Linked DNA regions of Mus musculus: all the other regions are linked to region 4. The links are chromatin contacts, called in public ChIA-PET and HiChIP or PLAC-seq maps. All regions are on one chromosome and are shown on one strand. Each heading gives the region's core, a stretch centred on a gene start, on an enhancer-like site or on the middle of the called end of the contact. The rest is flanking DNA. Distances are from core to core; before and after follow the strand shown.

Evidence for each region. ChIA-PET counts read pairs in DNA pulled down with a chosen protein or histone mark. HiChIP or PLAC-seq counts read pairs in DNA pulled down with a chosen protein or histone mark.
Region 1: an RNA polymerase II ChIA-PET map of memory CD8 T cells shows a contact between it and region 4, with 12 read pairs. The contact joins the promoter of Adat1 here to the promoter of Glg1 in region 4. A contact is called at or near these places in 1 of 484 Hi-C or Micro-C datasets (CD4 T cells) and 1 of 115 datasets of contacts at active chromatin or transcription factors (memory CD8 T cells).
Region 2: an H3K4me3 HiChIP or PLAC-seq map of fetal liver shows a contact between it and region 4, with 3 times the contacts expected there. The contact joins the promoter of Mtss2 here to the promoter of Glg1 in region 4. A contact is called at or near these places in 5 of 115 datasets of contacts at active chromatin or transcription factors (astrocytes, differentiating embryonic stem cells, embryonic forebrain and 2 more).
Region 3: a contact with region 4 is called in an RNA polymerase II ChIA-PET map of memory CD8 T cells, with 9 read pairs. The contact joins the promoter of Gabarapl2 here to the promoter of Glg1 in region 4. A contact is called at or near these places in 2 of 484 Hi-C or Micro-C datasets (CD4 T cells and CD8 T cells) and 2 of 115 datasets of contacts at active chromatin or transcription factors (double positive thymocytes and memory CD8 T cells).

What each region holds. Positions count from the first base shown.
Region 1 is chr8:111,988,654-111,994,160 of GRCm38.p6, reverse strand. Adat1 (adenosine deaminase, tRNA-specific 1) reads left to right here and starts at 1,859. Exons shown (of 10, transcript NM_013925.5): 1 at 1,859-1,980; 2 at 3,749-3,956; 3 at 4,242-4,310. The coding sequence starts at 3,788. It overlaps Kars (lysyl-tRNA synthetase), which reads left to right. Exons shown (of 14, transcript NM_053092.3): 14 at 455-722. The coding sequence ends at 553.
Region 2 is chr8:110,719,024-110,724,724 of GRCm38.p6, reverse strand. Mtss2 (MTSS I-BAR domain containing 2) reads right to left here and starts at 3,249. Exons shown (of 14, transcript NM_198625.2): 1 at 2,935-3,249. The coding sequence starts at 3,003. It overlaps Vac14 (Vac14 homolog (S. cerevisiae)), which reads right to left. Exons shown (of 19, transcript NM_146216.3): 19 at 4,327-4,918. The coding sequence ends at 4,756.
Region 3 is chr8:111,936,474-111,942,750 of GRCm38.p6, reverse strand. It overlaps Gabarapl2 (gamma-aminobutyric acid (GABA) A receptor-associated protein-like 2), which reads right to left and starts at 2,048. Exons shown (of 4, transcript NM_026693.5): 1 at 1,899-2,048; 2 at 1,536-1,591; 3 at 77-249. The coding sequence starts at 1,932.
Region 4 is chr8:111,255,951-111,261,956 of GRCm38.p6, reverse strand. It overlaps Glg1 (golgi apparatus protein 1), which reads left to right and starts at 2,747. Exons shown (of 26, transcript NM_009149.3): 1 at 2,747-3,186. The coding sequence starts at 2,761.

The sequences.
Region 1 (5,507 bases), core at 610-3,109, 730 kb before region 4:
TCAGATCCCCTAAAACAAGCTACACATGGCTATGAGCCACCATGTATCTGCTGGGAACCACATCTCGGCCCTCTGCAAGAACAAGTGCTCTTAATGGCTGAGCCATCTCTAGCACCGGGAACTCAATTTTACGTTCTTTTGGCATGGGACCCTAGCAGGTTCTGTGTCCTTGTCTGGATGCGTACTTCTAGATTTTGTAACATCAGGCAACAGCAAAAGTAGGATAGTGGGGAGAAAAATCCATAGTGCCCTGTTATTGAAAGGCGGGGTCTTACTACATAGTCTGGTTGTCCTGGAACTTAACCATATGGAGACCAGGCTGGCCTTGAAGTCGGGTCGCAGAGGTCTGCCTGCCCCCGCCTCCTGAGTTCCACTGAGCCCGGCTCCTGGTGCTTCTGAACCTCGGCAGATGCTCTGCTCTTCTCAGGAAGTGCTTCTCTTTCCTCTTCTCTAGGAAGTACTTCTGTTTCCTGCCATGAAGCCAGAGGACAAGAAGGAAACTGCAGCGACCACTGAAACCCCAGAGAGCACAGAGGCCAGCCCCTCTGTCTAGAAGGCACATGCAACTATGGTGTCTGCATCTCAGCAGATCTGGTCTGAGGGAGCGATTCCTGTGTGGCGCCGTCCATCTGGCCACTGCAGTCCAACCTCCACAAGAGAGAAGAACTAAAGAAGTTCTTTTTATTCCTCGTTACCAAATAAATCATTTCTCTCTTTACCCATGCAGTGTTACTTTTTCTCCCCCGGGCTGCTGGTCTGATGAGTGGTCTAATTAGAGCTCTGTCATTGTATTCTTTTTAAGATTTATTTTTATTATCAATTGTGTGTGTGTGTGTGTGTGTGTGTGTGTGCATTTAGAGTGCAGGTGCCCTGAGGCCAGAGATGTTGGGTCCCTTAGAGCCAGAGTTACAGGCACTGTAAGCTGCCCAGCACGGAGGCTGAAAAACGAAGGTCAGCCCCATGGGAGCAGGGTGTGCTCTTAACTCCTAAGCCAACTTCTCGGCCCCACCTGCAGTCAGAATCTCTAATAAATGTATATTAATGTCTGTCTATTCAGTATGAGCCATTGTGCTGAAATACTGGAAACAACCAGAGAACAAAAGTCAAGTCACTTCTTCCATAAAAATCCCTTTTATTTTCTTTAGGGCTTGAGTGCAGAGTTGAGGGAGAACCAGACCAGATCCAGTGCAGGTTCCTTTTGGCTGGAGGCAGACTTAGACTGCAGTACAGGAGACATGGCTCAGTGCTGCAAGGGATTGATGCTCTTACAGAGGACCAGGCTTCAGTACCCAGCACCCGTGTGTCAGGCAGCTTGCAACCGTGATCCAGTTCCCAATACCCTTTTCTAGCTGCCTTGGGCATTTGCATGCACATATGTGCACAAATTGACAATTGATACAGGCACACGCACATAAATCTTTTAAAATATATACATGCATATATGTCCATAAGACTGTATTTGAAGAGCCGGGCAGTGGTGGCTCATGCCTTTAATCCCAGCACTCCGGAGGCAGAGGCAGGTGGATTTCTGAGTTCGAGGCCAGCCTGGTCTACAGAGTAAGTTCCAGGACAGCCAGGGCTACACAGAGAAACCCTGTCTCGAAAAAAAAAAAAAAAAAAAAAGAAACGATTTGAAGAATAACAATGGGTTATGAGAGAAATGAGTGAGGGCCAGGTCATCCAAGCCCATGACTGAGGTGAGAAACTGTCAGAGGATCTGCTTATAGTTCTGTTCAAAATTTTGATGAGATGCGAGCTAAGTCGGTCTTTGCTGCGGAGGCGGCTTCCTCCCCTTTGCACCGTTCCCACAGACTACAAAGACCAGCGTGCTTTGCGGGCAGAGCTTGACCGGAGCGGCCCTCTAGGGCGTCACTTCCGCTGCGCAACCTGGTTAAACGAGCGTGGCGGTAGAGGGGCATCGCGTGGAGGTTGCGGCGCGTGGATAATAGGGTGTGAGGGACTCCGGATCGGCGTCTCGGGGTTAGCTCTACACAGTTGGCCGAGGGGAGGGCGGTGGGGGGAGACTGTGAGGACCTGTGTCCACTGCTCCCACGGGGAGGGGTCTCAGCCCTGCTAGGCTCTCCAGCCCTGCGGTAGGAAGGGTGGGAAAAGAAGTGTTTGTTTGTTTTTTCAACCTTTGCACTGTTATTTTTAGCCAAAGCAATACCTGTTGTGAGCTGCTTCGTATGAAGGAGCCCTGGGGTTGTAGAGATGAATTACAGCGGACCCAAAATATCGAAACGTTCGACAACTGCGTGAATGACGTGATGTAGTTTGGACCGCTTCGTCCCCTTGTTTTGTAGTTCTAATGTGTACCTCGAATTTAATGGCAGATGGCTACCTTCATAAAATAAACTTCTGTGATGCCTATCAGGAACTAACAGGATTCTGGGATTCCTTCTAGAAATACAAGACTTCTCTGCGTTAGACTTGAAAGTTACAATCTCTGTCAGCCCCTGCCAGAATAGTCATTACCATTTACTGCAAAATGTGCCTGCATTTTGCAGAAGTCTTAGAAATACCTTGCCAAAACATCGCATCAGAGCTCAGAAAAAAAACAAACTAACAAAAAAAACAATTCTGTTGTTTATTCTACAAATGCTCTGCCATCTCTAGCCATCGCGTGAGCTCATCTACGGAGCTTTTTATATAATCGACTGAAGTCGAGCTATATCCAGTGAGCGCTAACAGCCAAGAGTGAGAGAATTTCTTCTGCCAACTGTAGGCCTCTTTCAGATCTGATCTGCATAATGTTCTGTTAGGTTGTATGGAAGTGGCTTGGTGTGCCCGTTACATTGCTTCTCTTCTGCCACCAATACAAATTTCCCAGATCACCAAATGTTGTATCTTCTGAATGCTAATCACAGTATATAGACATTTGCCTTTTTAAGTATTTATAAGAGATGTTAAATACTAGCTAGGTGGCACGTGCCTTTAATCCTAGCACAAAGGAGGCAGAGGCAGGTGATCTCTGTGCGTTCCAGGGCACCCAGGTCTACAGAGCAAGTCCTAGGACAGCCAGGACTGTTACACAGAAAAGCCCTGTCTAGAAAAAAAAATGTTAAATACTATTAGTCATGTTTTAACAGATGTGAAAACTAATTACCCAGGAATCACACAGTTCATCTGTATTAAAACTGAGATTGAAACCTAGAAAGTATAACTCCATGCCCACACCCTTAAACACAGCTGCTGTGAGAGCTTTCAGTGAGAGACTTTGGAAATTTGCTGGAGTGAGGTAGATTAGAAACGGAGGAAAAGAACATTTGTCTCAAAAGAAACCTTGTAAGGTGCTAACATGCCCAAAGCAAGCTGAAATCTGAGAGGACAGTGTAAAACATAGAATGGCCACATTCATTAACTTATCATTTGTGTTGATCTTGAAGAAATAGCTTGTCTTCTGGGCTTCACTCTTTTTTTGTTGTTTTTTGTTTTGTTTTGTTTGTTGAGACAGGGTTTCTCTGTGTAGCCCTGGCTGTCCTGGAACTCACTTTGTAGACCAGGCTGGCCTCGAACTCAGAAATCCACCTGCCTCTGCCTCCCCAGTGCTGGGATTAAAGGCGTGCACCACCACGCCCGGCCCCTGGGCTTCACTCTTCATTAAAGATGGGAAGGGAGGGAGGTTAATAAGAAAAAAAAAAAAAAAAAACAACCTTAGTCTGAGCACCGTGGGGCTTCACTAGAGATGGCTGGAGTGTTGGAGTGAGGTTCTATCTTACTACGCTGTTTCTCCTTTCTGTTCTGATAGATTTGGCTTTCTATAGTGGCCTCAGCTCCAGCTCCACCTATGTGGACCGCGGATGAGATCGCTCAGCTGTGCTATGCACACTATAACGTCAGACTGCCCAAGCAGGGGAAGCCTGAGCCAAATCGTGAGTGGACCTTGCTGGCAGCTGTGGTGAAGATTCAGGCTTCAGCTAACCAAGCTTGTGACATCCCTGAGAAGGAAGTGCAAGGTGAGAGCCCCTTTCTTTCTCCCTGTCAGCAACCATTGCAACTTACTGGGTTATGGGAACTATGTTAGGTGTTTTCCCCATTTTGCCCACCAGGTGGCGCAGTACTTCTGGTGGCGACAAACCACCCCAAGGGAACTGCAGTCCCGTTGACTCCATCTGTGAGAATCCTCCAGAGAACGGAGGAATGTGGACTTATTAAACCGAAACACTAGGAAGTGTTCAGCCTCTGAGAGTCCACTCGCTTAATTAATGCTTTGTTTGTTTTGTTTTGTTTTTTCCTCTCAGTGACAAAGGAAGTTGTCTCAATGGGAACAGGAACAAAATGCATAGGCCAGTCCAAGATGCGAGAGAGCGGTAAGCAAAGACTGGGCTCTAAACAGTAGTCTCTGTGCTAAGTCCATACTGACCTTGTCAAGGAAATGGGGCCATGCTGCTTAGAGTGGCTGACCCTTCATTCACCACTGACTGTCCTCAGGATCCGAAGACCGTTCTTTGGCTTCGTTTTGTTGTTGTTGTTTTTTTGCGACAGGGATTCTCTGTGTAGCCCTGGCTGTCCTGGAACTCTATAGACCAGGCTGGCCTCGAACCCACGGAGATCATCCGCCTGCCTCTGCTTCCCTAGCACTGGAATTAAAGGTATGCACCGCCACCCAGCTGACCATTCATTTTCTTAAAAAATGAGAATCCAGAGCTGAACATGAACATGGTGGTGCATCCCTGTCAACCCCACACTAGACGCTGTGGCAAAGACGTTCAAGACCAGCATAGTAAATTCTCTGCCTCAAGAGAAAAGAAGGAAAAGAAATCCAAATCGGGGCGGAAATCCCCAGGCTTGTGCTTCTGAAAGGCAGTCAGCGCTCTCAGGTTTGAACCAAAGGTTCCTGAGTTCAGTCATCCCACGCTACATCTGGAAGGCAGTCGGGCTTAGTAGGGAGAAGGGGCAGCCTTGGAGCTTCGGAAGCCGGCAAGCAACCATGAACAGGCCTTCGGCATCAGCAAGAATGCTGACGTCCCTTCCGTCCTCCTAGCCGTCACTCCTGTATTCCAGGACAGTGTCACGTCCGCTGTGGAAATGTGTCACCGTGAGCATGACTATGATGCCGTGGTATAAGAGATCTCCATCCCTGAGTTGCAGACGCAAGATTTCTGTAACCGGGTGGCACAAGCCTGTAATCTCAGTGGCTTAGGAAGCTGAGGCAGGGGGAGGATCTAAATTTCAAGGCCTGTTTGGGCCACAGGTGGAGTTGAAGAAGAACTTAACCAGCTTAGTGAAACCCCCAAGTCACAAAAATAAATAAATAGAGTAAGTGTCAGGGTTGGTGGTGCATGGTTGTAAGCCCAGCACTTGGGAAGCCAAGACTGGTGGATTTCTATGGCGTTCTGATGAGCTCCAGGCCAGCTAGAGCTTCAAGGTGAGACCCTGCCTGTCACCGAGCCTCAAGGTAAGCTTGATTCCCTGAGCCCACACGGTAGAAGAAGGAGGCTTTGAATCGTCCGCTGATGTCACCATGCATCTTGTGTCACATGCACACACACCATGGCACATATATA
Region 2 (5,701 bases), core at 2,000-4,499, 540 kb after region 4:
GATGTCATCACAGTCACAGGAACTGCACCTGCTGGCCAGGTGTTCTGGGCCAAGCACTGCCTCATGCATCACTCACCACCTCCTGAGTGACTCCTGGAATGCAGCTCGCTATTGCCCCATTTTCTTGATGGGAGAACTGGAGGCTCAGGGAGGTTGACTGATTTGTCTGAGGCCCTAGGGATTGGGGTCAAGGTCTGATCCTATAGCTGACATATCAGGATGTAGGTGCCCTGTTTTCAGAGAAGCGGGGCGAGGAACAACTACATTCACTTCTATGTGGGAAGGTGACAGGGACTGAGAGAAAGGGGGAGACTCCAGGTCTGTCACAAGCATGGCCACCGCTCTGGAGCAGAGGGAAGGTGCTCACCAGGATGAGACTGGTGTGGCTGTGGTGTGTCTGGGGGCAACCCAGGCTCTAGTCTCAGAAAAGACTTTTGGGGGCACCCCCAGCCCCAGATTTCCTCAGCTGTAGAATCAGGGCCTGTGTGTAGACTTCAGGGGGTCACTTGCTGTGGGAACTGCTTAAGAGGGCAAAAGCCCCAGCTCTCTGTCAGGAGCCTTTCCCTGTGGCCAGAGCCTGTGTCTGTGTGACACTTCTTAGTCTGGATTAGGATGAACCCACTTTCAGGGTAGCATGGGATGGGGACCCCATTTCCTCTGCTGACTAGGCCTAGGGCCCCAGGCAAGATCAAGTCTCTGGGTTCAGTTGGCCTGAGAGAGAGGAGACAGGGCAAGCTAACCAGCTCTCCAGGGCCCTTTCAAGCCCCTGGGTTTGCACCCACCCTCCTCTGTCTGTGTAGTTGAAGATCTGAGTGGGGACCCTTCCTCCCACACCATCCCTCAGTGCAGGGTTGGGGCCTTCTAGTGGCTCCAGAGAGAGTCCTGGGCAACTCACTAGGAATCAGCCCCAGGCAATCTGAGTCTCCTTGAACTTCTTGATGGTGGCCACTGAGCAAGACAGCCAGAAGCAGCTTTTTAAGTCCAGCCAATCAGTGCAGGTGGCCGGCCCCTTCAGGGTCCCTAATCCATGCATGTCATTGATAGGGGCATAGTATACATGATCTGATGGTGCTTGGTAAAGTCTCTTCCATCTTGGCCCCACGTATCTAGAAATCTTGCCTGCCACTAAGTTCTTTGCTGAGACTGGACCCGTGTCTCAACTGAGTTCCTTGCAACTGGCAGGAATGGAGGATACTATCCTGCTGTCTCGTCTGGGCAGAAGTGGCTGCTTGCTGCAGTGTTTGCAGTGGGAGGCAGTGTGGGTGGCTCCCACCCTCTGCCAGCCCAGGAGTGTCAGCTAGGGGAGGTGGTCTGGGTTACACAGTTTCAGAGAGGAGCTGGTACCAAAATGCTGAGGGCTAGTGATGAGGCCCTCAGGTGGAGTTGCCAGAGGAGCTGGTACCAAGATGCTGAGGGCTAGTGATGAGGCCCTCAGGTGGAGTTGCCAGGGGTGTGTGTGTGTGTGTGTGTGTGTGTGTGTGTTGTGGCGAGGGAGGAACCCCAGGGAAAAGTATAGAACTATGGGAAGGCGCTGACGTGCTGCTAACTTGTAAGTCCCAGGCCAGTGTGGTTTCAGGCCTCTTTTTAGGGGGCAAGTATCTGACAGATGCCTTCCCTTACTGGGGGTGTTTCTTGGCAGTACTAGGAGGGGAGCCCCAACTTCTTGCCTCTCTGCAAGGCATCACTTTCCTAAAGCATTTTTCTGGAGCCCTTGGGTAGGGTGTACCTGTACGTGGGTTCCACAGCCCCCAGGGTCTAGCAGGATTCTGATTTGTTCTTGCTAAGTGCGAGCCTAGGGTAAGGATGTGAGGAGGCTCAGCACAGGGCCTAGTTTCTTCCGTTTTCCATCGTGTTCCTAGACCAAGGGGTACAGTGCAGGACAGGAACACTGGCACTCGATGCCCACCTTGCCACTGAAGCTTTCCCTGCCTAGTCAATTCGGATCAGCCTCGTCAAACACTGGCCTCTGGGGGTCAGGGAGAATTCAGTAAATTACCAGATGGATAATAATGGCTGAGGTCCCGAAGCAGGATCCAATGGTCTCCTTATGACCTTGAGCCATTCGCAGGCCTCAGTTTCCCCATCTGAACAGGGTGCCTGCTCAGTCTGACCTTGAGTGATCAGGAAGGGGGGGTTGCTGAAAGCGCTCCCCAGGTTGCTTAGCCAACACACAGCCTACCTCCTCCCCAAGGTGGATTCAGTCCTACCCTTGGGCTGCAGGGAGGACCCCACCCGAGGATTGGAGTAATGGAGCTTGCTGGATCTGTTGGTGTGTGTGTGTGTGTGTGTGTGTGTGTGTGTGTGTGTGTGTAGGTGGGGCTGCATCCATGCAGAGGCCCGAGGCTGGCGGGGCAAGAGTTAACAGTTCTTTGCTTTATTATTTTTTTCCTGCTTTGGCGGTGACAGCATTGTCTGGGCTTCGGGGCGTCGGGGGTATGTGTGTGTGTGTGTGTGGGGGGGCACTGTGGTGAAAGGGGGCGGAGGCCCGAGAGACCTTGGATCCGTTAAAGGGCCTTAAAGGTCGGTCCTAAAGATAAACCCAATTCATAGTTTGGGGGTCTGGGGTACCGAGTGTTTGCGGACGCTCAGCTTTGGATCGGGATCCTACGGGGCGACCTCTCGGACATCCCAACCTGCGAGCACTCACTCCCACCCTTCGGACCCAGACAGGCATTGGGCGCAAGGCGGGCGCAGGAGGACAGGCTCAGATGAAACACACACACACACACACACACACACACACACACACACACACACACACACACACACACACACACTGCCCGCACACACACACACACACACACACTGCCCGCACACACACACACACACACTGCCCGCGCGCACACACACACACACACACACACACACACACACACACTGCCCGCCACGCGTCCCTCAGAGGAGACCCGTATGCCCGGAGCTTGCCCGGGGTACCTTCATGTCGTTGACGATGGCCTGGAAGAGCCCGCCCAAGGCGCCACACTCCTTCTCCGCCGTCTCCATGCTGGGGCCGGGCGCGCGGCGGCAGGGCGCGCAAGGGGCGCGGGGAGCCGTGCAGGGGAGGGGCCGGACCGCCGCGGGCGCTGCTCCGAGGCCGCGCCGGGGCTCCCTGCCTCGGGGCCGCGCTCTCAGCGGCCGGCCGCGCCGCGCTCCGGGGTTGCGGGCCGTGGGCCGGCAGCGCGGGCCATGGCTCGGTGGGGCTGGGGGCGCGGCGCGGGCAGTTCGCGGCGCAGCCTCGGCGCGGGCACTGGAGCGGCGGCGGCGGTAATCCGAGCCGCCGAAGCTCGGGCGTCACGTGGGCGCGGCGGAGGGAGGGCCGCGGGGAGGGAGCACAGGAGGGGGCTGTGGGAAAGGCCGGGCGGGCGAGGACCCATTCACGGCCAGAAACCAGGGCTTTGAAATCCGAGCTCTGGCGCTGCCAGACTGGTCCGGCAAGAGGGGCCGGCGGGAGCGGGCGCCGCCGCGGGTCGGGGCGGCGCAGGGGCGGGGCCGGGCCAGCCCCCCACCCTCCAGCGGGAGCGGACCCGGGTTTGCACCTTCAAGGCCTTGGGCTCGACCAAGATGAAACCCGCCAAGGATGCAGTCCTTAGTGCATCCCGGCCTGATGAATAGCACTGAGCATCGTGCAGAGGGGAACGGGAACTGGCCGCATTGGAGCTGTCCACCACAGACCATCCATAAAGTCCAACCCTCCTGCACAAATGTCCTTCAGTTCCTTTTCTAAGTAGTACCGGTGTCACCTGGATTGGGGGTGGAAATAGTGATGGTGTCCCGGCCCAACTTCCTCGTGAGTAGGGTCTGTGTTGAACCTGCAGAGTGTAGTGTGTGGGGATGCACGCGTGTACACATGGGAGGGCAAGTACTGCTGTCGTCCAGGAGACTCCAGGTGAACCTATTCTCATGGGGCACACATAGTTAGGGCTCCAGGGGAAAGCAGGCACAAGCTCCTGGCAACTAAAGGGCCGCAGCAGGCAACTAGGGTTCACCAGAACCCAAAGCCAGGTGACAGACGCGGTTCTTTGAGCTAAGTCAAAGATTGGGGCATTTATCTTTGATTTCCTCCCATTGCTCACTGCTCTGCAGTGTTCTGCTGTGCCATTCCTGCTTATGGGGACATCCACATTGCACAGGGACTCAGAAAGCAGGACTAAGGATCGAGAGTAAGGCCAGGAGGAAGGTACTGGTCCTGGGAAGAATTGGTCCCTGGATTCATATGGGAATCAGGGCTTAGAATGAAGCTGGCTTTCCAGGATAGGTGAGGCCCCAGGGCAGCTGCAGCATCAGGCTTGGCACAGGTGCTAGCAGAGAAGGAGCAGGCAGACTTGATTAAGGATTCTGTGATTTCTTTATTGGGGCAGGGATGGACATCATTCTGTAGAGGTCTTTGTGCTGGCCTGTGTGCATTTCCACACAGATGTACATATGCACACACACCATGCCAGTGCTCTGGGGCCAAGGTCAAGCTCTTCTCACAGACAGGGATTAGAAAGAGGCTGCTTCTGGATTCTGAGGCTGTAGTCCCGACTCAGGAGAGAATCCATCGGTCCCAGGACAGAGTGTAGCTGACAGTGCTGGGGTCCAGGTGCTCTGCTGGGAGGAGCTGAGGCTGACAGAGCCAATACCATCCCCCTCCCTACCCTGGCTGGTGGTTGGGTCCAGCCCTGCTGGAGGCAGGTTCTTAGGCTCCTTGTGGCCTCAGCTTAGAGACCCTGAGTGCTTCTTAGGCCACTAGGGCCCTTTTCCATGCTAGGCACATCAGAGGATAACTCTGCGGTCCAGGTGATCCCCTCGCCCACTGCGCTGGTGTCTTACTTCCAGGTGCTGTTTCTGGACTTTTTCAAAGTGCTGCAGCAGCTCTGTGTAGTCGATGCTGGGGGAGTCACCTTTCTGGGACTTGGGGGCCGCTTTCAGACAGTCTCTGGGAAGATGGACAGAAGTCAGAGTCAGTGTCTGCATCATGGTAGGTGCTGGTGGGGTTCAGTCTCTGGGCACCTGTGGGTCCCTGCCCAAGACATCTTCCCAGCAGCCAGACCCATAGTGCTTAGGGTCCCATGTCCACCCCCTTTCCTGCAGCTGGTGGGAACAGCCAACCCGCTGCTTGGATGTCTGTCGGCCTGTGGGCTGTTGATGGCGCCCGGAGCGTTGCATGGGGGAGCACTTCCTGTTTACCAGTGGCTCCCTTTAGGGTGAGAGCCAGGGCCAGCAGCCAGCCAGGAAGGCAGCTGGGGCCTGGAACAGGGTCTGGGGAGAAGGGGGAGGCGGTAGCCCAGCCTTTTCTCTGTGGTATGGCTGAGACTGCAGACAGCTGGGATCGGTGAAGTCTCTCTGTTGGACCTATAACTTGGCAGGCCTTGGGTCCCAAGGCCTGTGATCACTACCTGCTCCCAGAGAAGAGCTTGTCTTACCACAGGACATGCTGACCCACCTACACTCCTTCCAATTGACGGACCAATCCTGTAGCCTCTCATCAGCTGGGTTTAGCTTGCCACCCAGGGTCCAGTCCCATTCCTAACTGTCCTTATTCTGTTCCCCACACTCCATTCTGCCTCACTGGCTTAGAGCCCTGGCAAAGGGTTTCATGAAGGCTGTGACCAACTCGGCTGAGCGGACTCCCTGGGGCCTCTGGGTGGGTGAAGAGGCTGACTGAAGCAGAGGAAATAGGATAGCAGACCTGGCCTAGACATCTGACCTTACACACAAA
Region 3 (6,277 bases), core at 799-3,298, 680 kb before region 4:
CACCTCCTATGGTTTGAGTTTTATAAGCGGCGAATGGATTTCCAAGCCACAGGCCCAGCTAGCAAACACTTCTTACCTGGACTGTGGGACTGTCTTGTCCACAAACAGGAAGATGGCCTTCTCGGAGGGAAGCTGGATCCTTTTCCTGATGATCCACATGAACTGAGCCACAGTGATGTCCGAGGGGACCAAGTACTTCCTCTTGTCTATGTCAACAATCTGAGAGCCCGAGACTTTTTCCACGATCACCTGGGAAAGACGGGTCAGAAGCTCAGGCCAGTCCTCCACAGAGCAACTTTTGCCTGGAATCCACAAAGGCTGCTACCTGGTTCCCAGCACTGTGAGAGGGACGGCGAGGGAGAGCGAGCTCCAGCACTTACCCACAGGGCTTGATTGCTCCAGTCTGATGAGCAGAGTGTGGACAAGGCAGTGTGTGGGAAACGGCACAGATGAGTAAATCAATATGCCCACAGCTCAAGAAGCCCCGCTCTGGAGGCCCAGAGCTGACTGATATTCCTCATTTCTGATCTCAGCGTTTGTAAGAGAAGCACAGCTACAAAGCTTTCTATCTTCTTCCAGAGACAGGGTCTCTCTGTTAGTCCCAGATGTCCTGGAACTGTAGACCAGGCTGTCCCCAAACTCTGAGATCAGCTGCCTCTGACCCCTGAATGTTGGGACTGAAGGCACGTGCCACCCCACTGCAAGGGTAGCTCTCTAACATTTTATCTAGGCCGATGAAAAGATTGATCTGGCTAGGGTTTCATCTGTCATCTTTTGATCCATAGATAGACCCTGTTAGAGCATTCCAATCCCCAACAACACTGGAAAGAAATGGATGAACTAAGGGCAAAGCTATACAACTACAGCCACCCAAGAGCCGACATTTTCATTTGGCCTGTTGCTTCTCTCTGAACAGTTAACATTTATCCTCCTGCTTCTCAAAGGGACTGTTTACAAGCAAAGCACTACAATAGTAAGACTTTATGTCCTTCAAAAATCAATAGTGATATCAGAAACGATCGCCCCAACTAGGGCAGAAAGCAGAAATAAAGCAACATACTTATTGATTAGAGGCAAAACGAGAGCATTTCAGATTTGTTAGTCAAACAAGGATGGCAGAATCAGGGTAAAGAGAAACTCGAAGTTAAAGGTCCAGCGTTAAAGATGACTACCTTGAAAGGATGCTACCGTATCCAACCCCAAATGCCAGTCTCCCTCCACCATCATTCCCCAAAGTGGCAGTGACCTGTTGCCCTGTCCTAGAACACGGTTCCTTACATAATTGGTGAGGGAGCCGAGAGGCTGCAAGCAGCTTGCTGCCCTAGATCGGGAGATTCAGCACTGGTGCCCCTGGACAGCACCAGCCCCTTAAGCCCCAAGCTTGGGCCGGCGGAACCCCAGGCTGTCCTCGGTCTCTGGGCTACACCTTGAGACCTTAAGTTCTCAACTGTTGCACGGCCTAGCGCGCCCGCCCGACACCTCTCCTAGACGCTAAGGGTGACAGCGGGGTGAGGGGGCGGGGAGTCCACACTCACCGGAACTCGGTCGGGGTACTTCGCTCTGATCTTCGCGGATTCCACGCATCTGTGTTCTGGGGAAGAAGAAAACCAGGCTGACATTCGCACTTGCCGGACAGCAGGGCCGCCGCTGCCGGAACCCCTTCTTCCTGTCCGCCCTTCTCCGCCCGCAACCTGCCTGCGTGCGTACGCCCCGAGTCCTAGCCCCGGAGTCCCTCGCCACAGATCCCCTCAGGAACTCCCAGCGAGATCCACGTAGGGCGACACGGGTCCGTGGGAGGCGCCAGGATGCCGGGGCCTTGGCGACCCAGCGGGCCCGGCAGGGCGGCGGGAGTGGGGGAGGGGCCGCGATCTGGGGCCCCGCAGGCCGACCGCGCTTACCCAGAGAGTGGTCCTCCTTAAACATCCACTTCATGGCGACGGGAAGCGACGGAGCCGGCTCTTCGAGCCGCGGACTTCGGCGAAGCGACCACAACAACAACGGAGGCGGCGGCGGCAGCGACGACTACTCCACAGGCGGGACTTCCGGCTGCCGGAGCCTAGCAACCTCCCGGGGCGGGGCTTCCGGCGGGCCTGGTAAGAGCTTCAGTAGGCTACGATTACGTGAGAGGGCGGAGCCTAAGCGGAGACCTAGGAGCGCTCCTGGGAATGGAGACTGACGTAGGTGGCTGGGAAGTCTGTGAGTGACAGTGGAGACTTTAGGAATTAGTGACTGGAATGGAGTTTCAGGATTGTGCATGACAGGCAGGTCATGGCTCATAGCTTGGAACGCTTGTAAAGGGCTCTGGAAGGGGAAGTCTGGGGCTTAAGGAGAAATGAATATTAATTTTTGGCTGGGTGAGAAGGCGGGAGCTCGGCATGGAGGGATAACCTGTTCCAAGCGCTGTGTGCAACGAGTACTGGTGACCACCTAGAGGTCTAGTATAGGAGTTGTTGCACCTAAAATTTGATTTAAACAAATCTCACTTCCCACTCACGAATACATATTTTAAACATTCATGAACACTTATGAACAAGTACCACACATACTCATTTAGTCAACGGAATATCCCTGATCACAGAGATTCTTTATCGGAAACTGTCAGAGGCGAAGTGCCAGTGTCAGGCGGGGAGGATTCCTGGGAGAGCTGGTCATAAGACACCCTAGGAGAAGGAGCTGGCAGTGGGAGTGGCTCGGCACTAACCCTGAGCTGTGGGTGTCACCTGCCCTAGGCACAAGCCTCGAGGTTCCACCCCTGTCCAAGTCGTAGCATAGTCATCCAGGAAGTCGGCTCTGGGTCACCATCTGTTTATGCACTGGTGAACACAGAACATGAATATGCAGTTAATCGGCCACCTGACCACGTGCTTATATGATCTGCCGCATCTGTAGAGCCAGTGTTTGAACCTTGTCATCAATCATTCCCTACAGTTGAAATTCCTGATAGATGCTGTGGCTATAACTTCATTCTGAAAGTATTTGTTATTTTCCACTGGGGGGAGGGGAGAGACTCAGTTCCCAGCAGGTAAAAACGCTTGGTGCCAAGCCTGCCAGACGGAGTTCAATCCTGAGGACCCAAGTGATGGAGGACAACCTGTTTACAAAGGTTATCTTCTGGCCTCAAGGCATTCACTGTGGCAAGCCTCCATACACATACACACCCAGATGCAGGGAAGATAATGAAAATCTTAAGGAAAAAAAAATTTAATTTAAAGAACTTTTAAAACTTTGTGTTAGCTGGGTGTGGTGGCCCATGCCTTTAATCCCAGTACTTGGCAGGCAGGTGGATTTCTGAGTTCAAGGCCAGCCTAGTCTACAGAGTGAGTTCCCAGACAGCCAGGGCTACACAGAGAAACCCTGTCTGGAAAAAAAAAAAAAAAAAAGACTGTGTCTGAGCAACTAGGTGTTTGTCTTCTGCAAAACAAAAAATGCATTGAGTGTTATGTTGCAGACATAACACAGTGCTGTTCTGGAGACTGGGAGAAATCCATGGAGCAAAACAAACAACACCCCTGCTGTAGCAGAGCTTTTGTGCCTTGGGAACAGAAACTAAATGTCAGGTGATGACAGGTGACATTTAGAAAAGTAAAACAGTGGATGACAAGAACATGAAGCACTGCTGGGGTGGAGGGCTACTACAGAAATTGTCAACTGCCAGGAACACAGGGGACCCCAAGTGGCTAAAGAAATGAGAAGGAGTGGGACGAGATAAGGGTCAGAAAGATCTGGAACAAACCGGTGTTTTGAGTTGCACAACTGTGACTTTTACCATCAGGTAACAAGAGCTTTTAAGAAGATCTGTAATGCATTCAAGCATTTTTTTTTTTTTCAAGATAGGGCTTCTCAATTTAGTCCTGGCTGTCCAGGAAATCACTCTGCAGGGCAAGATAACCTAGAACTCAGAGATCTGCCTGCCTCTGCCTCCTGAGCTCCCGGAACTAAAGAACTTTGCCGACACGCCCAACTCATTCAGACATTTTTTTTAAACGATCAGGTTAACCTGGGAGTGTAGTTCAGAGATGGAGCACACCCAGGCCTGGATTTAATCCCCAATGTAAGAAAGAGAGAGACGGGAAAGAAATCACTAGCTGGAGATTTAGCTTAGCCAGTAGAGGACAGCATGCCTGAAGCCTTGGGTTCAATCCCTAGAAACACATAAACCAGCCTGGAGGTTTATACCTGAAATCTCAGTTGTTTGTTTGTTTGTTTGTTTCTTTTGTTTTTTTGGGGTTTTTTTTTTTTGGTTTTTTTTTTTTTTTTTTTTTTTTTTTTTTTTTTTTTTTTGGTTTTTCGAGACAGGGTTTCTCTGTGTAGCCCTGGCTGTCCTGGAACTCACTTTGTAGACCAGGCTGGCCTGGAACTCAGAGATCCACCTGCCTCTGCCTCCCCAGTGCTGGGATTAAAGGCATGAGCCACCACGCCTGGCTTTTTGTTTTGTTTGTTGAGACAGGGTTTCTCTGTAGAACAGCCCTGGCAGTCCTGGAACTCCCTTTGTAGACCAGTCTGACCTTGGACTCAGAAATCACCTGCCTCTCTCTAGGGTTAAAAGTGTGTACCTCAGCCGGGCATGGTGGTGCATGCCTTTAATCCCAGCACTTGGGAGGCAGAGGCAGGCGGATTTCTGAGTTCTAGGCCAGCCTGGTCTACAAAGTGAGTTCCAGGACAGCCAGGGCTACACAGAGAAAAGCTGTCTCAAAAACAAAAAAAAAAAAAAAAACAAACAAAAAACAACAACAAAAGTGTGTACCTCTATGCCCTGTTCACCTGCAAAGTCAATCAATGTGGAGGCAGGAGAGTTGGGAATTCAAGGTCATCCTCTGGTATCATTGGGTTGAAAACCATCCTGTTTCAAATCTATTTCTCAGGGGCTGGTGAGATGACTCAGGTAATAATATCTGCTGCCAAGACTAAGGACCCTTGAGTTTTGTCCCTAGGACCCTTGTAATGAAAGAAAAGAAGTGAACCGGTCAGTGATGGGGCTCACCTTTAACCCCAGCTCTCAGGAGACAGAGGTAGGCAGATCCTATCTCTCTGAGTTCAAGGACAGCCTGGTCTAAGAAATGAGTTCCAGGACAGCCAGGGCTACACAGACAAATCTTGCCTTAAAAACAAAAACAAAAAAAACAGGCTTAAGAGGCTGAAGTTTAGCTCAGTTGTAGAGTACTTTCCTACTATACACAAAACCCCTAGTTCGAATCTCCAACTGCAGAAAGGGAGTGAGGGAGAAATTTTTCAAAGCTGGTCATTATTGTGGAGAGCTTTTGGGGCCACTTGGCGCACAGGAGTGGGAGTGGGGGGCACTTTGACATTGGACCAGGACAAGGAAGTGTGCTAAAGGGAGGAATTTGACATTGAGCCAGGACAGGGAAGTAAGCTCAGGCCTGAATCTGATTTGGGGCTAGAACAAAGAAGTAGGCCTCAGGCATGAATATGATTTTGGGTTAGGATGGGGAAGTAGGCTCTGCTATCTTGGTCACCCTGATTAGCCCTTAGAAAAAGTGATCTTGGGACATTGTTTATTGCCTTGCTCGTTCCTTGACTATTTGTGTTTATTGTCTTGTTTGTTCCTTAACCTAGAACTGACCTTTTTACTTGCATGTAATTAAAATGGTAAAAAAGCAGATTGGGAAAAAAATAAAAGCATCTCAGCCTCTGAACTGGCTGGGGTCATGCTACAGTGTTGTCTAATTGTCTTTTTCTCTTTTTAATCCTCATTCCTGCCCTGGAGAAACTGTTGACTGACTGAGCTGGTTTGGTTACACTATCCCAGTCCAAGACCTGTGTCTATCCCTTAAAAGCATGTAAGAGCTAAGTACACTTCCTAGGGAGAAACCCACTGTTCATCACCCAATAGGCAGGCACGTCCCACGACAACTATGATGAGGAGCAATGTCTTTCTGTCTTATTTGCTCAGATGGTACCTTTTTTTCTTTTGGTTCATCCTTCATTAAAGCATCCATGTGTTGGTCATTGCATTTAGCTTTCTCAAATATTCTAAGGCACTGGATGCCTTCTACATGGGGGCAGCAAACGGAGGAGGTGAGTGGAGCAGTAGGAGGTAGATCAACCATCATGGCAGACCATTAAGTCAGGCAGGATGGACTTAGGATGATGGAGACAGAGGCAGACATGGACAGTGTAAGACAGCCAGGGGCCAGCACAAAGCCAAGGAAAGAAAATACAGGCTCAAGGAAAGAACTAGGAAGTGACTAGGCAAAAGAAATGCTGGCCAGTCTTGAGGCAGGAGTGCTAACCTGACCCAAGACTCCAAGGAGGAGCT
Region 4 (6,006 bases), core at 1,498-3,997:
ATTCTTAGAGACACAGGCCAGGGCCGTTCATAGTGGGCAGTTGGAACCTTCTCATGGGTTTCCTTTCCTGGTGGCTAAGCCCCTATTCAACTCTCCCGGTTCCAGTCTAGTTAGTATGTATCTAGCCCTGTCAGGCTGGCATCAAATTCACAGAGACTCATCTGCCTAAGCTTCCGTCTTCAGGCACACCAGAAGAGGGAGTCAAATCTGGTTATGGATGATTGCGAGCCACCATATGGTTGCTGGGATTTGAACTCAGGACTTTCAAAAGAGCAGTCAGTGCTCTTACCCGCTGAGCCATCTCTCCAGCTCCCTGTCTCAGCTTCTTGAATGCTGGGATTAAAGTCATGCTCCATCACATCTCTTTTGTTTGTTTTGCTTTAAAAACATTTTATTGGCCGGACTGGACTGATGGTGGTGCATGTCTTTAATCCCAGCATGGAGGAGGCAGAGGCACGCTGTTCTTGGTAAGTTCTTCGAGGCCAGCCTGGTCTACAGAGTGAGTTCCAGGGAAGCCAGGGCTACACAGTGAGATGCTATTTTGAAAAATAAAACAAAGAGAGAGAGAGAGAGAGAGAGAGAGAGAGAGAGAAGAGAAGAGAAGAGAAAGGAGAAGGAGAAGAAGGAGGAGAGGAGAAGGAGAAGGAGAAGAAGAAGGAGGAGGAGGAGGAGGAGGAGGAGGAAGAAGAAGAAGAAGAAGAAGAAGAAGAAGAAGAAGAAGAAGAAGAAGAAGAAGAAGAAGAAGAAGAAGAAAGAAAATTATTTATTTTTGTGTATGGGTATTTTGCCTGCATAACTGTTTGTGTACCATGTACATGCAGTGTCCAGAGATACGAGAAGAGGGCAGTGGAGCCCTTGGGATTGCAGTCACTGATGGTTTTTTAGCTCCCACTGGGTGCTGGGGATCAAATTCAAGTCCTCTGGAAGAGCAATCTTCCCAGCTCTCCATCCTTTTGTTTCCCTGTGTGGTTTTGTTGTTGTTGTTGTTTTTTGTTTTTTTTTTTTTGTTTTTGGTTTTTTAAGACAGGGTTTCTCTGTGTAGCCCTGGCTGTCCTGGAACTCACTCTGTAGACCAGGCTGGCCTCGAACTCAGAAATTCACCTGCCTCTGCCTCCCAAGTGCTGGGATTAAAGGCGTGCGCCACCACGCCCGGCTCCCTGTGTTTTTAAATGGTCAGAAAATACTGACCAGTAGAGATTTTTGTCTCAAGTTGTCTTCATTTACCACCAACATGCTGAATGGTCAGAGTGGGATAGAAGTGTCCCAGAGTGGTGGGAAGATTCAAGGATTCTAGTTGGAAACTGACTGCAGACTGGCAGAGTTCATCCTGGGAGGTTCATTTAATCTCTTGGTACGGAACCATTAATATATCCCCTCTGTACAAAGTTTTTCTCAATTGAATTAGAACCTAACCTTTGTCATGCTGGCTTAGTTGACACCTTGTGTGAAGCCAAGTGTGACGCTCTCAACCCAAGGAGGGGTCACTAGTGTGTAGTAAAGCAATGTTGAAGATGTTGCGTACAGGTCAGCAATACAATTTGCTGACACAGGCTGGACCTGTGGTTCACAGGGGGCCGGGGCGGGGGAAGGGAGGTCTCTGTGAGTTGGAGAGCAGCCTGGTCTATCTACATAGTGAGTTTTGGGTCAGCCAGGGGCCAACAGTGAGACTTTGTTTCAAAAATGGAAGTAGGGGGAGTCTAAGTCCTGTTTTTTGTTTGTTTGTTTTGATTTATTTATTGTTATATGTAAGTGCACTGTAGTTGTCTTTAGACACACCAGAAGAGGGCATCAGATCTCATTGCATATAGTTGTGAGCCACCATGTGGTTGATGGGATTTGAACTCAGGACTGTCAGTCAGTGCTCTTACCAGAGCCATCTTGCCAGTCCCTAAGTCCTGGTTCTTAAAGAAGATGTCCAAGCAAAGGCCCTCGTGTTGTGTTTAATATTGACTATAACTTTTGGGACTTCAAGTTACAGGCCAGGTAGTTTCCTTGATTTTGTTACTTTTTTCTTCTTCTTCTCGAAACAGTCTTAGGTTGGCTTCAACCTTCCTGCTTTCACCTCCTGAAAGCTAGGATCACAGGCATATGCCGGGTTATGAGATGAAGGGTATCAAATCCATGTCTTTGTACACTCTACCAACTGACCCCTACACCCCCAGCCTCTCCCTGTTTTTATTCTAAAAGTTCACAGTTTTACTTTACATTTGAGCGATCATCTTGAAGGCCCATGAGCAAGGATTATAACCTATGTACGCTTAACATTCATCGAATTGTCGCCTGCTTCTCTAGGTAAGAAATACAGGTCAGACACAAAATGAGGCTCTCAGATACCGGAATACATTCGGTTTTGAAGTTCATCTACACACAACAAAGTTTTTAACCCTTCCTCCTCCACCCACCGTGAGTCACCGAACTGGCGAAATATTCCACCGGCCATCTTAGTTGTGTCAGTCCAAATTCACTTCTCTTTTTTCTCTTCCGTGTCAACAATCGAGAGATTTATACCACGGTGCCCCTACGCAGGTTTTCTCAGCAGCTCCAACAGTTCCTCCGGGAAGGCTATCCACTTTCCCGCCAGCCGGGTCCAGGGCGTGGGCCCTTCCTTCGCAGCGCAACCTCCGCTGCTTTTCACTCCGCCGCGGACTCCCGAGTCTACCGCCCGCTGGGGAGGAGCCACGCCAGCCCACGCCCGCGGCTCCGCCCCCTCATTTAAATACACGTCGCCGGCGGGTGCGTCGAGCTCGCCGCGAACCCAAGATGGCGGTGTGTGGACGTGTACGGGGGATGTTCCGCTTGTCGGCGGCGTTGCCGCTGCTGCTGCTCGCGGCAGCAGGGGCCCAGAATGGTCACGGTCAGGGCCAGGGTCCGGGGACCAACTTTGGGCCCTTCCCAGGGCAAGGTGGAGGCGGCAGCCCGGCCGGCCAACAGCCGCCTCAGCAGCCTCAGTTATCGCAGCAGCAGCAGCAGCCGCCGCCTCAGCAGCAGCAGCAGCAACAGCAGCAGTCGCTTTTCGCGGCGGGCGGGCTCCCGGCCCGGCGGGGCGGAGCGGGGCCCGGTGGGACTGGCGGAGGCTGGAAGCTGGCGGAGGAAGAGTCCTGCCGGGAGGACGTGACCCGTGTGTGCCCCAAACACACCTGGAGCAACAACCTGGCGGTGCTCGAGTGCCTGCAGGACGTGAGGGAGGTGAGGAGGTGGGACGAGCCTGGGGAGGAGGGCCGAGCCTGGTGCGGGCCGGAGGGTGTCGCCGGCCTGGAAGCCGCGGATGCCGGGCTGCAGCAGCAGCTTCCCTCTGCTCTTTTCCTTCAGGGCTGTGCTCGCGCCTCTCTCTTTCCTGCCCCTCACTCCCGGGTGCGTTCGGGCAAGCGGATCCCACCCCGATCCTTCCTCCTCCGGTCCCCTAGTTCGCTCCCTGTCGTCGCGGTGTTCTGGGATCAGGACCTCGGCTCACGGCCTCAGTAGGCGCAGGCCTAAGGAGCGTGTTTTCTGTTTGCGCTCCTGTCTTTTGTGTGATGCTCTATGCAGAGCGGTTCCTCGCCGGAAAACCAGTTTAGGATTTGTTTGCTATCCGTTTCGACCTCGCCAGTTTGTAGCAATGGATTTCAACGTGGAAAAAAAAATCGGTACATTTAAACTGCTAAAGATCGATCTGCTGTTTATTTAGCAGTAGGCGCTTGGTGAGCTAACCTGGGTTCTCTTCTGGTGTGAATGTAGTCAAAAGCCGAATTTACTGTTTCTACCACATTCTTTTTTAATTGGTAAATCTTTACTATTTACCTGGTGCTGAAACTATGCTTTTTTTTTTTTTTTTTTTTTTGTCTTCACTTCCTGTGGTCAGTTTGTAAAGGACCTCATTTTTTAGGCTGTTCCTTCATGTCCCTTGGAACCCTATAAAGTCTGAGAAAGTTGCAGGCAGCATTTGATGCTATATAATAAATATAAGGTGTTTGTGGTCTGTAGTGGGGTCTTTCTGAAGTCTTAAGATAGTTGTTTTTGAGACCGGATCTGCTTGTAGCCCAGGTTGGCCGCCTATGAGAGGCATCCTTCCGCATCTGGCTGAACCACTTCATCTAGTTTGAAATAATTTTAACAGTACCTTAGTGAGTTCTTCTAGAGCTTATATTACTTGGTGTGCTCCAGTTAAAAAACATTGACAACTTCTTTTCTATATTTGATGCTGCAGACGTGAGCATATTGGTAGAAATATTTGTTTTCAAAGGTTTAGATAAACAAGATTACTCCCAAAATCTGGCAAGTAGAAAATTGCTATTTGGCCATCTCATTTGGAATACTGTATCTTCAGGATTGTTCAAGGCCATGATGTGACCACTGGTTTATAGACATTTGCTAGTCTTGCTTTAGTGTTATGCAAAGGTAAGGCCCTTTTTTTTTATGGCACATCCTGTTAATTCTGGAACTTGAGAGGAAGAGGCTGGCAGATCTCTCTCTGAATTTGAGACTATAGCCTAGTCAAAGTAGAGAGTTCCAGACCAGCCAGGGTAACAATAGGACTTAAAAAAACCAAAGTCATAAGAGGAAAAGACATACAAAATCAAGAGCCAGAAAGTTTCCAGAGCTACCAGAAATGTGGAACCTTACGTGGGTCACATGTATAGCTTGAAGATTGGAAAGTAGATATAGCCAATAGTCTTTTTTCTTTTCTTTTCTTTTCTTTTTTCTTTCTTTTTTTTTTTTTTTTTTTTGGTTTTTCCAGACAGGGTTTCTCTGTGTAGCCCTGGCTGCTGTCCTGGAACTCACTCAGTATAGACCAGGCTGGCCTCGAACTCAGAAATCGGCCTGCCTCTGCCTCCCAAGTGCTGGGAGTGTGCCACCGCTGCCCGGCATAGCCAATAGTCATAACTGTTAAACTTTTTTGGAATTTTCTATTTGATTTTTGAGGATACTTACTAGATGTTGTTTCCTTAAGGTGAGATTGTCCCATCTGTTAGTAGATACATTGTTACTGTATTGATGTAGAAATAGGATATTATTAAGGGAAAGTGGCAAAAAAAGTCCAGTTGAAGGAGTGCCTAAAGCTATGTACATTATGAACACCTATATACCTTTCCTTAGAGGAGCACTGAATGGTCTTCTGTCATGCATGTAGTGGCCCTCTCCGTCCATAAAGAACAGACTTGTCTAATTTTGGAGTCTTAACTTAGTGGTACCATTTTTCCCCCTTAGATTAGTTTGCATAAAGAAAAGTACACGCAGCTGAAAATGTAGTCACTGGTCTACCATCGGTCTCAAAATTCCCAATTCCCAGCAAGGATATTTCAGTAAATTCATTCATTCATTCTCTCTCTTTCTCTCTTTCTTTCTTTCTTTCTTTCTTTCTTTCTTTCTTTCTTTCTTTCTTTCTTTCATGTATGTGAGTACACGGTTGTTGTCTTCAGACACACCAGAAGAGGGCATTGGATCCCCATTACAGATGGTTGTGAGCCACCATGTGGTTGCTGGGAATTGAACTAAGGACTTCCGGAAGAGCAGTCAGTGCTCTTAACCACTGAGACATCTCTCCAACCCCGTAAACTCACTTTCTTTTGTCAGGGTCATATATAAACTGATGGTTGGTAGCTATGTTTCTATTTTCTTTGTGATGTTCTAGAGTACCTAGTTCAGGGCTGGAACTGGAGAATATTGTTAGCTGCTTTAGGATGAGTGAATTGATGGATGTGCGTTTATATTCCTTGGAGGGGAGTGACGTGTAAATTGGAGACCCACTGTTGGAAGGAAGGAGCTGAATATTCAAGTTGTTTTGTCTTTGTTTTCCAAGACCAACACAGGATTTCTCTGTGTAGCCCTGGCTTTCCTGCAGTCCAGTTTGGCCTCAAACTCAAGAGATCTGCCTGCCTCTGCTTCCCAAGTGCTGGGAATAAAGGCATGCTGCTTGACCCGCCCACCCTCCCTCCTCCTCCTCTTCCTCCTCCTCCTCTTCCTCTTCTTCCTCCTTCTCTCTCCCCTCAAAAAAGAGGTCTACACAGGTCTTACTCTGTAGCCCTGGAC